Linked DNA regions of Sus scrofa: region 2 is linked to region 1. A link is a contact called in public HiChIP or PLAC-seq data. All regions are on one chromosome and are shown on one strand. Each heading gives the region's core, a stretch centred on a gene start, on an enhancer-like site or on the middle of the called end of the contact. The rest is flanking DNA. Distances are from core to core; before and after follow the strand shown.

What was found. HiChIP or PLAC-seq counts read pairs in DNA pulled down with a chosen protein or histone mark.
Region 2: an H3K27ac HiChIP or PLAC-seq map of alveolar macrophages shows a contact between it and region 1. The contact joins the promoter of NEK6 here to the enhancer-like site in region 1. A contact is called at or near these places in 1 of 5 promoter capture datasets (liver), 7 of 47 Hi-C or Micro-C datasets (blood, heart right ventricle, liver and 1 more) and 2 of 2 datasets of contacts at active chromatin or transcription factors (alveolar macrophages and skeletal muscle).

The regions. Positions count from the first base shown.
Region 1 is chr1:265,039,458-265,046,737 of Sscrofa11.1, forward strand. No RefSeq gene overlaps it. Among named protein-coding and RNA genes, the nearest start is that of NEK6, 35 kb to the right of the region's middle. Within about 2 kb of position 4,229, at least 22 of the 83 cell types and tissues checked have an H3K27ac peak or open chromatin away from gene starts, as enhancers often do. A contact at or near this core is called in alveolar macrophages, liver and retroperitoneal adipose tissue, where this site is marked.
Region 2 is chr1:265,074,344-265,081,623 of Sscrofa11.1, forward strand. It overlaps NEK6 (serine/threonine-protein kinase Nek6), which reads left to right and starts at 4,064. Exons shown (of 10, transcript XM_003122163.5): 1 at 4,064-4,228.

The sequences.
Region 1 (7,280 bases), core at 2,979-5,478:
GTTCTAACAATGCTTGTGCTGACACCTCGGTTTCCACCAGCTTCAGGCTCCTCAAACCCATTCTTCCCCAAGACACTCTCACAGGCCCTCCCAGCCAGACCCCAGGGAGGCTGGCAGTGCCGCCCCCCGGCCCCCATTCTCTGCCCAGAGGGCAGTTCCTGCCCAGTGTCAGGTGCCACAGTACAGATGCAGATATGGGAGCTTGGAAGATGAATTTGGAGATCGTACGGCAAGTCACTGTCAGGGCTGGGCTTGAACCCATGTCTCCCAGCTCCAAGATCAACCTTATTCAGCTTCGGGGAAGCAGGTAGGAAGTTCCTCACCCGAGTGCCCTGAGCTGTGGCTCAGAGAATGACTGGGTGCCTCTTAAGGGGCCCGGGCGCAGGGGGAGCTGTGGGTGGGGGCATCCAGGAATCGCTGCTAAAATAAGTAGCAGCTTCCTCTGAAACGCCTCTGCGGTCTGAGCAGGGGAAGGAAGCGAAGGCCCGGAAACGGGAGGGGGCAGAAAGGTGAGAGGCCTGAAACTGCTGCCAGCACCTCAGAGACCAAGCTGGGGCAGCCCCCGCCCACCCAGACCCAACAGGAGGCCTCAGCCTGGCTGCAGCCTTGGGGCCCAGGGGAGTTCAGGCCCAACCCTGACTCAGCCCCAGGCTGGAGGACCCCTCTCCCCACTTCCCAATCATGTCTGGACGTTCCCCTTTACCTCAAATTCTCTTCTCCACTTTCTCCTTTTTTTTTTTCCTTTTTCGGCTGTGCTCACAGCATATGAAGTTCCCAAGCCAGGGATGGAATCCAAGCTGTAGCTGCAACCTTTGCCACAGTTGCAGCAACCCTGTATCCTTGACCCACCACACTGGGCCGGGGATCGGCCCACACTGCCGCAGAAACAATGGCAGATCCTTAACCCGCTTCACCACAGTGGGAACTCCCTCCACCTTCTCCTTTAAGGCCCAACACCCATGTCACCTCTTCTGGGAAGCCTTCCTTGGTGGTCCTCTAGAGAGATAGTCAGACAGACAGACAGAGATAGATAGACACACACACACACAGGCGCACACACACACAGAGATGTACACAGGATCAGATACCCGGAGACCCTCATGGTTCATAGTATATTTATTGTGGAGTTCCCCTCGTGGCGCAGTGGTTAACGAATCCGACTGGGAACCATGAGGTTTCGGGTTCGATCCCTGCCCTTGCTCAGCAGGTTAAAGATCTGGCGTTGCCATGAGCTGTGGTGTAGATTGCAGACGCGGCTCGGATCCCGCGTTGCTGTGGCTCTGGCGTAGGCCGGCAGCTACAGCTCCGACTGGACCCCTAGCCTGGGAACTTCCACATGCCGTGGGAAGCAGCCCTAGAAAAGACAAAAAGATTAAAAATAATAATAATAATATGTTTATTGTGACAGCTGGCAGTTGGTGAGTGCTTCATGTTTACCGAGTGCCTGTGTAGCCAGGACGATCTCACTGGATTCTTTAAAAACATGATGCTGTGTTCCTATCAACAGCTTCGTTTTGCAGATGAGTACAGCAAGGCTCAGAGAAGAGGACCAGCTTCCTTAAGCTCACACCGTCAGGCAATGGCCAAGCTGAGACGGCAACCCAGGTCTGACCCCACAGGTGGGTCATTTCACCAGGTGCCATCCTCTTAGACTAGGATGCAAATGGTGCCCCCGGAGTAACACGACAGACACATGTGCACCAAGAAGGCTGCACTGATGCTAAGGAAGCTTAACTCTCAGGCTGGCCTCCGCCCGCTTGCTGGAGTAGCTGGGAGCTACAGGGAGCTCTAAGGGGAGAGAGAAAGCCAGGTTGCCATCAGGAAATATTTCGTGTAAACATTTCTGGTAAACTGTGTGAAGAGATTTTAGAAATATCCGGAGTTCCTGTTGTGGCGCAGTGGTTAACGAATCTGACTAGGAACCATGAGGTTGTGGGTTCGGTCCCTGCCCTTGCTCAGTGGGTTGACGATCTAGCAACTTGCCGTGAGCTGTGGTGTAGGTCACAGACGGGGCTCGGATCCCGCGTTGCTGTGGCTCTGGCGGAGGCCGGTGGCTACAGCTCTGATTCAACCCCTAGCCTGGGAACCTCCATATGCCGCAGAAGCAGCCCAAGAAATGGCAAAAAGACAAAAAAAAAAAAAAAAAAAAAGAAAAGAAATATCCCTAAGGCTTCGATACAGAGCTGGGTTTTCTGTTCATGGATCTGCCCCCGCCAACCCCACCCATCACCCAGTTGACTGCCAACTCCCCATGCGCAGAGACCAAACCTTGATTTCTTTGTCCACTGGAGACTGCCTAGTAGGCAGGAGGCGAGGACAGATTTGTAAAGTGAGGGAAGGAATGAATGAAGATGTCCCTTCAATGCCATCAAAAAATATGAATGGCATAATTTCAGCTTAAAGATTCTAGGTCAGCTCCCTCTGTGCCAGCCTGTACAGGTGCTGGGGGTGAGCGACCATTTGGACAGAGTCCAGCTCAGGCCAGTGTCTGACAAGAAGGCCCAGGAGCCTGCCCCTCCCTACCCTCCACAGAGGCAGGACCCCAGCCCTGTAGGCCTGGGCCCAGGAATGCCCCTTCTGGCCATTTTTTCCCCCTGTGTTCTTTTTCTTTTTACAGCTACATCTGCAGCATATGAAAATCCCCAGGCTCGAGGTCAAATTGGAACTGTAGCTGAGGCCTACACCACAGCCACAGCAACGTCGGATCCAAGCTGCCTCTGTGACCTACACCACAGCTTGCGGCAACACTGGATCCCTCACCCAACGAGCGAGGCTGGGGATCGAACCCACATCCTGGCAGACACTATGTCGGGGGCTTAACTCGCTGAGCCACAATGGGAACTCCCTCATGGCCTTTCAAGCCCACAAGGAGCAGGCTTCCTTGCTGAAACTGTGGCAGATCAAAAGCCTCCTCCAGCGAAGGAGGAAGTGAAAGTGCTGGACGGGTGAGTCATCGAGGGTCCTGGGAGAGCCCAGGGGTGACAAGGAGGGACAAGCTGGAAGGGAAGAGACGCCAGGGTGAGGAGCCTTCCCAGGACCCGGGAGGGCACCCAAAGGGGAAGGGCCTGAAATCACCTCCCCGCTCCTCCCCAGACACTGGGTCTTCAGCCTGGAGATGAGAACCTGCGGGAGATACCATCCCCCTGCCGTGTCTCTGAGGGCAGTTACGGGACATTTCCCAGACAGGGAAGTCACAGAGGCCACCGCCCGCCATCGGGGCCGATGCGAGGATGTCTTCTAGAGGTCACGACGGCCAATGGCAAGCAAGGCAGTGCAGTGAGGTGGTTAGGGCGTGGGCTCTGGGTTTGAATCTCCAGCTTTGCCCCTCACGAGCTGCACGACCTCAGGCAAACGGCTTCCCCTCTCCAGACCCGCTGCTTCCTCTTCTGTAAAGTGGGTTCCGTAACCTAAGATTAGTGTGACATTAACACACAGAAGAAGCACAGAAAAAGGCCTGGTCCAGGGAACCCTGTAATAGCTGATGACAACTGTATCAGGCAGTGCTTCCTTGGGAACCACTCTAGGTTTTAATACAGGAACGGGTGTCTCAAGCCTAGAAGCCCCGAGAAACTAGACAAGGGATACTGCTGCTGCCCAGAGATCAGTGACATCAGGAAGACTGGAGGCCGGCCGGAGGAGGTGGCTTATCAGAGTGGAACAGGAGAGTAGAGAGAATCCACATGACAGCGGTGATGGGCTGTGGGCCAAGGAGGGCGAGGAGAGAGCCCGAGGGCCAGGCAGAGAACAAAGGGGTGCAAGAGCATGCCCCCGACTCGGCGGACCTCAGTCCTGTTCTGCTTTCTCATGGCATCATCATCCTTTACTCGCATCACCTCTCCAAGCCTTTAATTTCCTCACTTGTAAAACCAAAATCAAAACAACACATAACAGCAGCAAACACTTATGTCAACTTCGGTGCTCACAACGGTCCCGTGAAGCAGGTACTACTATCGCTATTGCACCCATTTTACAGATGAGGAAATGCGGCACAGAGAAAATCCGTCACACAGCCAGGATGCGACATGTGCAGCTGGGCTCCAAAGTCCCACTCTTAGCCACCACGCCATGCTCCCTAGTCTCACCATCAGTGGCTCTTTTCCCCCCTGGCCTCCCTCGTTTCAATGCCTCTCTCCATCTCAGAATTTTGCCCAGAGCCCAGCCCAGGCTGATCATCACCATCTGCTCCCAACAGTGGCACCTGATCCCTGACTCATCACTTTTCCCCTAGGCTCGGGTCTGTGGCGTAACTCCGATGTGGGTGTGAGTCCCGGCTCTGCCATTTTCCAGCTGGGTGGCCTGGGAGAAGCCACTTCCCTTCCGAAAGCCTTGGTTTCCTCAACCACAGCCTGGAGAACCTTGTCCTGAGTTGGCTGGGCTGTGGTGGGGATAGCAGAAAGCCACACATTCTTCGCCGGAGCCTGTGGCACAGGGAAGGATGTGTGTGTGCTGTCCATCAGACTCTTATCAAAAGTTAATCATATCCACAGTCCTGGGGATGGAGCCAAGTATTTCTTTACTTTTCCCTCCACGTCCTCTACAGAGTGCATCATGGGAAAGCATGCTGGGCATGGCCCGTGTGCTTTCAAACACGACCGCTCATCTCCTGCAAACTGCTTTTCCCAGGCTTCCTGCTAAGTTGAGCCAATGGGAAGTTCTGGTGGGAGACTGGAGGGTGGGAGAAGCCAGGGTTTTCCCCACCTGCTTCTCTGCTTAGTGGAGGTTGCCAGGGCAGGGGGCATGTCGTCTTTCCAGCACTGGCTGCTGTCTTTTGTGTCTTTAGCGCCCGCAGAATCACCCATTCCTCTGTAGCTCAGGCTGGCGAGTGTCTCCTGCAGTGATTCAAACCACATGTGGGCAGTATCCTTGCCTGCATTTGTCCCTCCAGCCCAGGAGAGGCAGCTACTTCTGCCGTTGCCCCAACTGGATTGCCTCCCCGTTTGCTTTTTGGTTTTTCAGCCTTTCCCCCTTCTGTGCAATCAGTGCCCTGCATTAAAATTCCTCTGTTTGAAATACCTAGAGTGGTTCCTCTGTTTTTCTGACTGGCCCTGACTCTTACAGCAGGCATCCAGAACTTTCCTTCCTGTAGAATTTCCTCCCTCTTCTCCAAGCTCAGAGTCTTCATCCTGGAGGGTGGGAGTCAGACCTCTTGGGGCATGTGACAGGGCTCCTTCTAGCTCTTTGCAGTGAACCTGCTCCAAGGCAAACAAAGCTTTCTTGTGGTAACACTGTCTCCTGCAGCATAGATGGAGTGTGTTATGTGCAGTGAGGCTGTCTCCTTACTGTGCCTTCCCAGAGGCTCACTTGCACAAAGTCAGGGGAAAGAAGAAAGCAGTGAAGGTGCAAAGAAATCCCCAACCTGCCACACTTGCAGAGGGTCTGGACCAAGCAGGCATTTAACAAGCCTATCCCTTTTTTTTTTTTTTTTTTTTTTTATTTTAGGGCCAAACCAGAGGCATATGGAGGTTCCCAGGTTAGGGGTTGAATCAGAGCTGAAGCCGCTGGCCTACACCGCAGCCACAGCAACACCAGATCCAAGCTGTGTCTGCGACCTACACCACAGTTCATGGCAATGCCCGGTCCTTAACCCATTTAGTGAGGCCAAGGATCAAACTTTCCTCATGGATACTAGTCAGATTTGTTTCTGCTGAGCCACTACAGGAACTTCCTAGCAAGCCTATCTTGTCCTCTTCTTTCAGGGTCGTCCCTAGGACTCAGGCCAAATCTTTGAACTTGAAAAACAGCTCTAAAGGGAATGAAGACATTCTCCAAGCTGGGACAGCTGCCCCAGGACCCCACTCTTTAAGGAACAAGGAGCCAGGGGCAGACTCCTTTGAGGGAGTAGAGAGGTATGGTCTTGCCTCCCCACCAGTGCTGCCGGGACTCCTATTGGGGGCCACTCCTATTGGGGGCCCCCCTCCCTTCTTCTCTTTCAGCGTCCTGGGTGGAGGTCACTCCAGCCAGCCCCCTGCCTCTAGGCCACAGCAGAGGCTGGTCAGATTGGAGGTTCTGGCAGGTCTTGCAGTTTCTTCCTGCTTGGGTCCCATCTCAGGCTCTAGGTCCCATCTCTCACGTGAAAGCCTCCTGCCCCTCACCCAGGGACCAACATAAATTCTAGGATTCCTAGGTTCTCAATTTCCCCATAGTTGCATTTCTTTGGGGTACTTGCACAGGCCCCCACAAAGGTAAGAGGAGCCCCAAACTCCTAACCTCACCCTCCGTTGCTGGTGGGACATGAAAACTGGCTGGAAGCTTGCAGAGTCATTGGCAGACTGCAGAGTGATGGGGCTAAAACATGCAATGAGCTGGAGCAAGGCCCCAGAGTCACATGTCCTGCATGAGCACCTGGATAAGCATCTATCCTTCACGTGAACTCACGGGTACCAAAGAGAGCACACATGTCTACAAACCATCATACCCCCACAGGCTCAGCAGCCAGGGGCTCCCACGTGCACAGACATATGCACACATGCACACCCGTGATGGGCAGACATACCCACCCACCAATGTGCCCACATACACGGGCAGACAGCCACATGCACATTCTTCAGCACCTACGAGTAGCCACAGACCTAAACAGACCTCTGGGGAATCCCGTCCACATGCATAATCTCACATGTATGCAATCTGCTGTCTCATCACATGCATGCAAACAGCACACACACACACACACACACACACACACACACACACACACACACACACACACCGGCTTGCCAAGGTGCCCTCAAACACCTGGACACATTTCACACTGTGGAGGCTGTGCATTTATCCCAAGCACCCATGAGAGCAGAGCCTCGTCCAGACAACCCTCCAGGATTGCTCCCAAGCAGGTGACCTTGTGAATAACCACAGCCGCAGGCACATTGCTGCTGCCTACGTGCACAGGCAGGGCCACACGGGAGCTCCTCCACCGTCCCTGCGGCATGTGTCCTGACCCCCCTTGGTGGGACCCTTCTCAAGGGACCGGGAGCCACTTGGTTGCCTGCGGAACTGAGAAAGCACCCAGCCTGCTCCCCAGCTCTGTCGCCTAAGCTGGGTGGCCTGGGTCCTGGGGGAGGGGGAGGGCTGCTCCCCACCCCACCCCACCCCCCGGGCCTCAAGGTCTGGGGCCAAAGTCTTGTTTGCAGGCGCTGGCCGGAAGTTGCACAACCTGCCCCAGCACCGGAGCCTCCGGCTCATTGTCTCCAGTTTCCCCTTGGCTGCAGGCCCAGGCCCAGCCGACAGACCTGTTTCTCTGGGGGAGGATGGGGACAGTGGCCCCTCTCTCCCTGGCCCTGGGA
Region 2 (7,280 bases), core at 2,814-5,313, 35 kb after region 1:
CTCATCGGCAAAATGGGCAACCATCACTACCTCACAGTGTGACGGAGGAGGTCGATTAAGCAATCCTACGTGAAAGGTACAGTTCTCATTCCGAGTCCAGATTTGAATCTGTTGAAATGCCAAGTATTGGAGGGCGGTGGCAGGAACGGCAGGGAGGGAAGGGCAGCGCTGAGGTGGGAGGGAGCTTTGACTCAATCCTGCCCTTTTCCCCAGCAGGCTGGGTCTGCTGCTCCTGAAAAGCCCCGTAAAGTCTTGTGAAAGTTCTTGGTCAGATACACACACATCAGAATGTGGGGACAAGCCCAGCAGACAAGGGGCCCCAATTTCATAAAAGTAAAATCTGAATCCCCCAATGCAATGACCTTTGCAATCAACCAGAATGACCCTAAAGTTAATCATCTAAATCCAGACCCCCTTTTTTTTTTTTTGCTTTTTTACTTTTTAGGACCACACCCGAGGCACATGGAAGTTCCCAGGCTAGGGGTGGAATCAGAGCTGCAGCTGCCAGCCTACACCACAGCCACAGCAACAGGGGATCCAAGCTGCATCTGTGATCCACACCACAGCTCACGGCAATGCCAGATCCTTAACCCACTGAGAGAGGCCAGGGATTGAACCCACATCCTCATGGCTACTAGTTGGGTTTGCCACCTGCTGAGCCACAACAGAAACTCCTGCAAACACTTCTGGAGTGAAAAGGAATGCTGTTTACAATCACACCCAGGAGTTCCCGTTGTGGCTCAGTGGTTAACGAATCTGACTAGGAACCATGAGGTTGCAGGTTCGATCTCTGACTGGCCTTGCTCAGCAGGTTAAGGATTCGGCGTTGCTGTGGGCTGTGGTGTAGGTCGCAGACGCGGCTCGGATCCCGCATTGCTGTGGTTCTGGCATAGGCTGGTGGCTACAGCTCTGATTAGACCCCTAGCCTGGGAACTTCCATGTGCCGCGGGAGCGGCCCTAGAAAAGGCAAAAAGACAAATAATAATAATAATAATAATAATCACACCCAGACGACCCGTACAAATGAGAGTTGCTGGGAAAACCCAGAGCATCTTCTACAAATGCCCATCAAGGGGAAACCCATCAAGGACCTTTTGGACATAGGGCTTTCAAAGAACCAATCTGATGCTGATATTTCACGCCTCCTTCTCCCCGTCCCCCTCCCGATGCCACTCCCCCCAAATACTGACAACCATACAGGCTTTGGGTCAACCCCGGGTTCCATTCCAGGCTGTCTTCAAACCACGTTACTCCTCTGAGCCTCAGCTTCTTTATCTGTAAAACAGCAATCCTGACCCCCACCTCGAGGGATGCTGGGAGGATGAAAAGCCTCAAGCAGAGCCAGGCACAGACAAGGTGCCCCACAAGAGAAGGTCCTCTCCCCCTAATGCAGAGAGATAATGAAACACAGCCTTAAGCCTGAAACTCTTAGGGGTGAACAGAGAGTCCTTCTCCCAGATCGGATTCACAAATGCCACCGTGGGAGGAAGCATCAGGCACTGTGCGCGGGGAGACATTGATTCTAATTCTGGGAGTCTTTTTGCAAAGCACCTCTTCACGGTGACTCATCCGGGGACTCGAAGAAAAAAATCCTTTGCGTTAAAAACAAAAGTTGAATGGGGCTCAGGTTGTATTGTACCAATTCTCTCTACCCACCACTGCCCTGGCCAGGGTGGTGCCGGTAGTGCAGGGATTGTGCTGGGTCTCTGGGCAGAATTTAACCTGATTTCCCCCTTCCCCCCCCCCCCCCCCCCGCCCCAGCACATCACCAGGGACCTGGGACCAGGCCAGAGGGAAGGAAGTAGGCGATAAGGAAGAGGAAGGCCGGGAAAACCGGGTGGGGATAACTCCCCGTGCCCTCAGTCCTGCTGCCCTACCCTCCTGTCTCTAGAAGCCTATAGCAGATGTCCCAGCCCCTCCGGTCCCTAAATTATAGTCCCAGAGGGAGGGAAGGGCTGGCCAGGACATCTTCATTTCCCTAACACGCAGCAGCAGCCAACAGCTGGCCTGCAGCCAGCCTCGTCTCTGCTGATGGTGGCTAGCTGTGTGACCTGTAGCATATCTCTTGACCTCTCTGAGCCTCAGTTTCCGAACTGGCAAATGAAGACCTTGGGAGTGCCTGTTTCAGGGGCTCTGTGAAGCTGAGAATGGGCTTTGCACATGGCAGATTCTTACACAGATATGGGGGGGGGTGCTTCTTTTCTCAGTGGTCTGGAGCTGCTCCCGAAGTTTCCTTCAGACAGGAATGTTGGTGCTTGCTCTGTAGCGTACCAGGATGGTTCTCAGAGCATGGGGCCTGTCCTGCACACAGACGTCCTCTTCCCCCAGTCCTTCCTATAGGCCTCTGTTCAAATACCACCTCATCCGAGAGGCCTTCTCCCAGTAACCTCTATGAAAAGTCACTCCTGGGCTCTCCTCTCACTTCCCTGCTTTATTTTCTCCACCAAACCTACTTTCCCTGCCATCCCCAGATACTTTTCCTCCCCCTAACCCTCACCCCCAGATTGAAGCCCCAAGAGAGTCCGGACTATATTTTCTTCATGACTGTATCCCAGCGCCTAGAATAGTAGAAGGCGCTTGGAGATATGTGCCGAGTGAATGAGTGAATGAATGAATGTTTGCTGCACAAACACAGCCAATAGCACCCATCTGCTAGGTCAGGTCACAGTCCCGGGCACAGGGGGATGCCCACTGGGCCCCACTATCTCCAAATTTTGATTTTTTCCTATTATTTCATGCACCGTTTATTTCTTATATTTAACTCTTCAATTTAGCTGGCATTCATTATAAAGTATATCATGTGATGTGAGGTTGTAAATAGATCCCCAACTAACCAGTTTGCAGAATGATCTGTCTCATCGGGGTTGGTTTGTGGGAGGGCTGTTTCCTCTTATATCAGCAGTCGGCCCCTCCTTATATCAGCAGCACAGAGCTGATCTGTTCACCATCTAGATTAGGGACATAGACACTGGAATCAGACAATCTGTGGTCCAACTGCTAGCTCGACCACTTACCAGCTGGGTGCCTTTGGGCAAGAGACTTTGCTTTTCTAAGCATCGTTTCTAGGCCTCGTTTACCCCATCTGCAAAATGGGCTCAAAAGCAGCTTAAAGCCTTCTTCATAGAATGGCTGTGGGACCGAATGGCACCAGCCAGGCAGAGTGTGCAGCCATGAGTCTGGCACACAGTGGGTGTTCAGTTGGTGTCGTTATTGTCATAGATCACAGCCACTTGAAACATGGTCACTCACTGGGCAAACAAGGCCCAGTGGGCATCCCCCTGTGCCCAGGACCGTGCCCTGACCAAGCTGGGCAGCTGGCAGGCAGTCAGCGTCAGTCTCTGGTTCCTGCCCTCCTTGGGGACACAGCACAGTTTTGCACGTGAGGAGAAGCATCAGCAAGTGTGGATGCAATAACTGTCTGAGCCAGGAGGGTCCCCTTTTTTGGGGGGTGGGGGCCCTTCTAGGAAGTGAAGCAGGGAACTGAGCTGCTGCCTTTGGGCCCCCATGTGGACTCTGTCTCCTTAGAGGGGGTGATAAGCATTCCTCAGTAGAATCTTCTTCCAGAAACGTCTGCACACTGACACTTACCGGTCTTGGGGTTCACAGGAATTGGGGAGCTCCAGACAAGAGACGTTGGCCCCTGAGAGCAGGGACCAGCACCTTCACACATCGAGATACCCTTGGAGCTTATTTCAGCGGCTCATTCAGCAGGCGCAAAATAAGTGCTTGTTGATGAGCCGAGATCCACATGACCAGGGCTATGGTGGGAGCAATGTCGGGGGAAGGGTACCCAAAGAGGCGTGGCAGGGGTCCAGGGGGGTTGACTGGCTGCAGACGCTAATCCTAAATGTCTAGAGCTTGAGAAGGAGACATGTTAGGCCTGACTCGCTGGGTGAGTCTGGGCCTCAGTTTCCCCAGCTTGAAAATGGGGAGGGGGTCCTCAGCTAAGCGGGCTTGGGAGAGTGGGAGATCCGCGCGTGGAGAGGGCGCCGCCCCGTCGCCCCCCGAGCCTGCGTGGCGGCAGCGCGCACGAGCGCAGGGGGCGGCGCGGCCCCGCGGCGGGGAGGGCGGGAGCGCGCACGCGGGCCCGCGCAGGCGGCGGCGGAACCCAGCGGACCAGCGTGCGGCCGCGGCGCCGCCAACTCGTGTGGGACCCACTGCTCCTGCCGGCCGCCCGCCGGTCCGTGCGCGGGTCCTTCAGCCCGCAGCCGAGCCCGCCTGCGAGCCGGTGAGTGACCTGGGGCCGGGGCCCGGCCGGATCGGACCGGCGCGGGCCGGGAAAGGGGCGGGGGCCGGGCGGCGGGGCAGTCACCCACACCCGGGCCGAGCAGGGGGGTGCGCGCGCCCGCGCGCGCGCCCGAGGCTCCGCGGGGGAGAGCTGGCGGGTGTGCACGCGGGAGGTCGGGGCGCGCGTGAGCCTTGAGTGTGTCCCGGGCCGTGCGTCGGAGCGTGCGTGGGCGGCGTGTCCATCTGTCCCTCCGGGTGTGTTCGCAGGAGTGTGCGCGTGCCTGTGGCCGAGTTGGTGCGTGTGCACATGGGAGCGTTGTGATCGTGGGGTTTGGTGTGAATGAGTGCGGGGCGAGTGGGCATGGCTGCCATTTGTCCATTTATTGAGTGTTTACTATGTGCCAAATGCTTCTTGTGGGATCTCATTTTTGTGACGGAGAACGTGTGGGTTCTGGGGCTATGTGTGCGCACACACACGAGTGAGTGCCCACAAGTGATTTGTGTGCGGACTTAGGAGCCCATGAGGACAAAAGTGTGCACATGTGGCTGTGAGCGTGTACTTTGTGTACAGGAGTGTTCAAGTATGTTTACTCTGGGGGCTGAGGGTCCCCTTTGCGCCCCCCAGGCTTACTGTGTGATGAGCTGGTGGAGAAGCAGGCCCGGCCTGAGCACCCAGTGGGTGCTGGGCCTTGTTTGGTGAAGGAGAGGCCAGAGGTCACATTGCAGAGCCCAGCGGGGCCTGGGTAGGGCCACTGGCAGGCCCCTCCGTGGGGCTGTGGTGGGCCTGGTGGAGCTGCTTAGCTTGGCCCTGGAGGACTTGGATTCATTTTCCTAAATACTCTTCTGGGTCTCCTGGCTTTGTTCTTGCCCCTTTCTGGCCCTGGTGAATTTTAACCCTTTCCCCAGGCCTGGGGTGTGGCTGACCCTGGGGAGACCAGGGGCCCAGAGACACTTGGCTGTATTATCTAGGGGTCTCTCTCTGCCTGCCTTGCAGAGTAGATAGATACTCATCTGATTCTTTGTATCAAGCCTGAGCACCAAGTATGAGCCCCCAAGACAGTAAATTGATCACAGCAGGCTTGGGACACTGTTTTCCAGGGTCTGTCCTTGCAGTTTTGACTGACAGGTTTTTTTTTGGTGTGTGTGCTTTATAAATGTTGGAAATCTCTGCAGTCGAAAGTCTTAATTGCTTTAAGGCAAACTTTAGAAACTCTGGAGCGCCCTAGTTCCTCTGGATTGTCAAAATTCAACCTGCCTTTCTGAGGGGAACATGTCGTCTTAGGAGCTCAGTGTGTGCGCAGGCGAACCTTGGAGGCACATTTAAAAACCGTGGCGTTAATGGAAGAAGAATTTCATTGAAAGGGATGCAGAGCCGGCTGGAAGCGCCTGTTCCCAACGCCCTGCAGTTTACGGAGTGAACTTTGGATGTCTTCGTTTCGCAAACAAAAGCTGGAAGGAAACAAAAAAGCCCCATGTTCTTTTTCTTTGGGGTCCTAAAAAAAAATGAAAGGAAAAAAAACCCCAAACCCACCTCTGGGTGTGCTGGAAATGCTGCCTCCCTTCCCCCAGCAAGGCCAGGCCCTCCTCCCTCAATCCCCCACCCCCAAATAAAATATGCCTGCGGGGAGCCATGAATGAGTCACTCCCTGGCAGAGAGCCCCACGGGCAAACATTTGGGAAGGTTCTTGCCTAACTTCCCAGAAGAAAGGCCCAGGATTTAAAATGGTCCCTGTGGTTTGTCAGCCTCTGCCGTCCCGTCTGCTTCGGAAATGACTAAAAAGTAGTTTCTGCTGCCACCAAATAAAGTCTCAGACTGAAGCAGCAGCTCAGGTTGGTCTGGGGATAGGGCCACGCAGGTTTCGAGCGAATGAGCTCCTGGCTTTGCCAGATGGCACTTCTGGAGGCTTCAAGCGAGGAAGGAGCCAGGGAGCGGGGAAGGGAAGTCACATTTATGAAGTCCCCACTGGGGCCGGGCACTGTCCTGGGCGCCACGCTGTTCCCAGAAGTCAGGCTGTCGAGACTGGCTTTTGGTTTTATATGCACAAGGAAATTAGGGCTCAGAGCAGGCGAACCGTGTCCTGGGACCGCTGAGGAAGTGGAGGCGGAGCCCTGTCACCTGCCTGACTTCACACCTAGCCCCTTTTCCTTGCACCAGGATTTGCCTTCTGAAGGTGCACGGACCCACCTCCGAGTGTTTTAACATAGCACACTCATTTAATTTTCACTGTGAGGCGGATGTTATTATCTCCATTTCACAGATGAGAAAACTGAGGCCCAGAGATGAGACGATGTCCATAATTTTATCAACTGATGGTTCACGGCCACCACTGTCTGAGGGTATAACATGTGCCAGGCACACCCCCAAAAGCTTTAAGTGCCTGTTTCATTCACTCCACTCACCGACACCAAGAGATGGGAGCGATCATGATGCCTATTTTACAGAGGACGGAACCAGGGTACAGAGATTGAATAAAATGCTGAAGATCATGTGCTGATAGGCCGTTACTTGACCTTGGATTTGAACCCAGGCTTGACTGAGCAGAGCCTATAGTCTTCCCACTGCACCGGGAAAGCCACCGTGGCTGTGTCCCAGGTGTCTGGCACCCTGCGAAGGTCCAGGATTGTTATCCTGATCTTACAGAGAAGAAGATGAAGCTTACAGTAACTTGGGCGGGGTCCCACACTGGCTGATGGCCAAATCACCATCAAAACTCACATCTCTGATTGCAGAGTTGAGGTTCTTCACTTTTTTTCTTTTCTTTTCTTTTCTTTTTTTTTTTTTTTTTGTCTTTTTGCCATTTTCTTGGGCCGCTCCTACGGCATATGGAGGTTCCCAGGCTAGGGGTCCCATCCGAGCTGTAGCCACCAGCCTATGCCAGAGCCACAGCAACGCGGGATCCGAGCTGCGTCTGCAACCTACACCACAGCTCACGGCAACAGTGGATCCTTAACCCACTGAGCAAGGCCAGGGATTGAACCCGCCACCTCATGGTTCCTAGTCGGATTCCTTAACCACTGAGCCACGATGGGAACTCCTGAAGTTCTTAACTTTA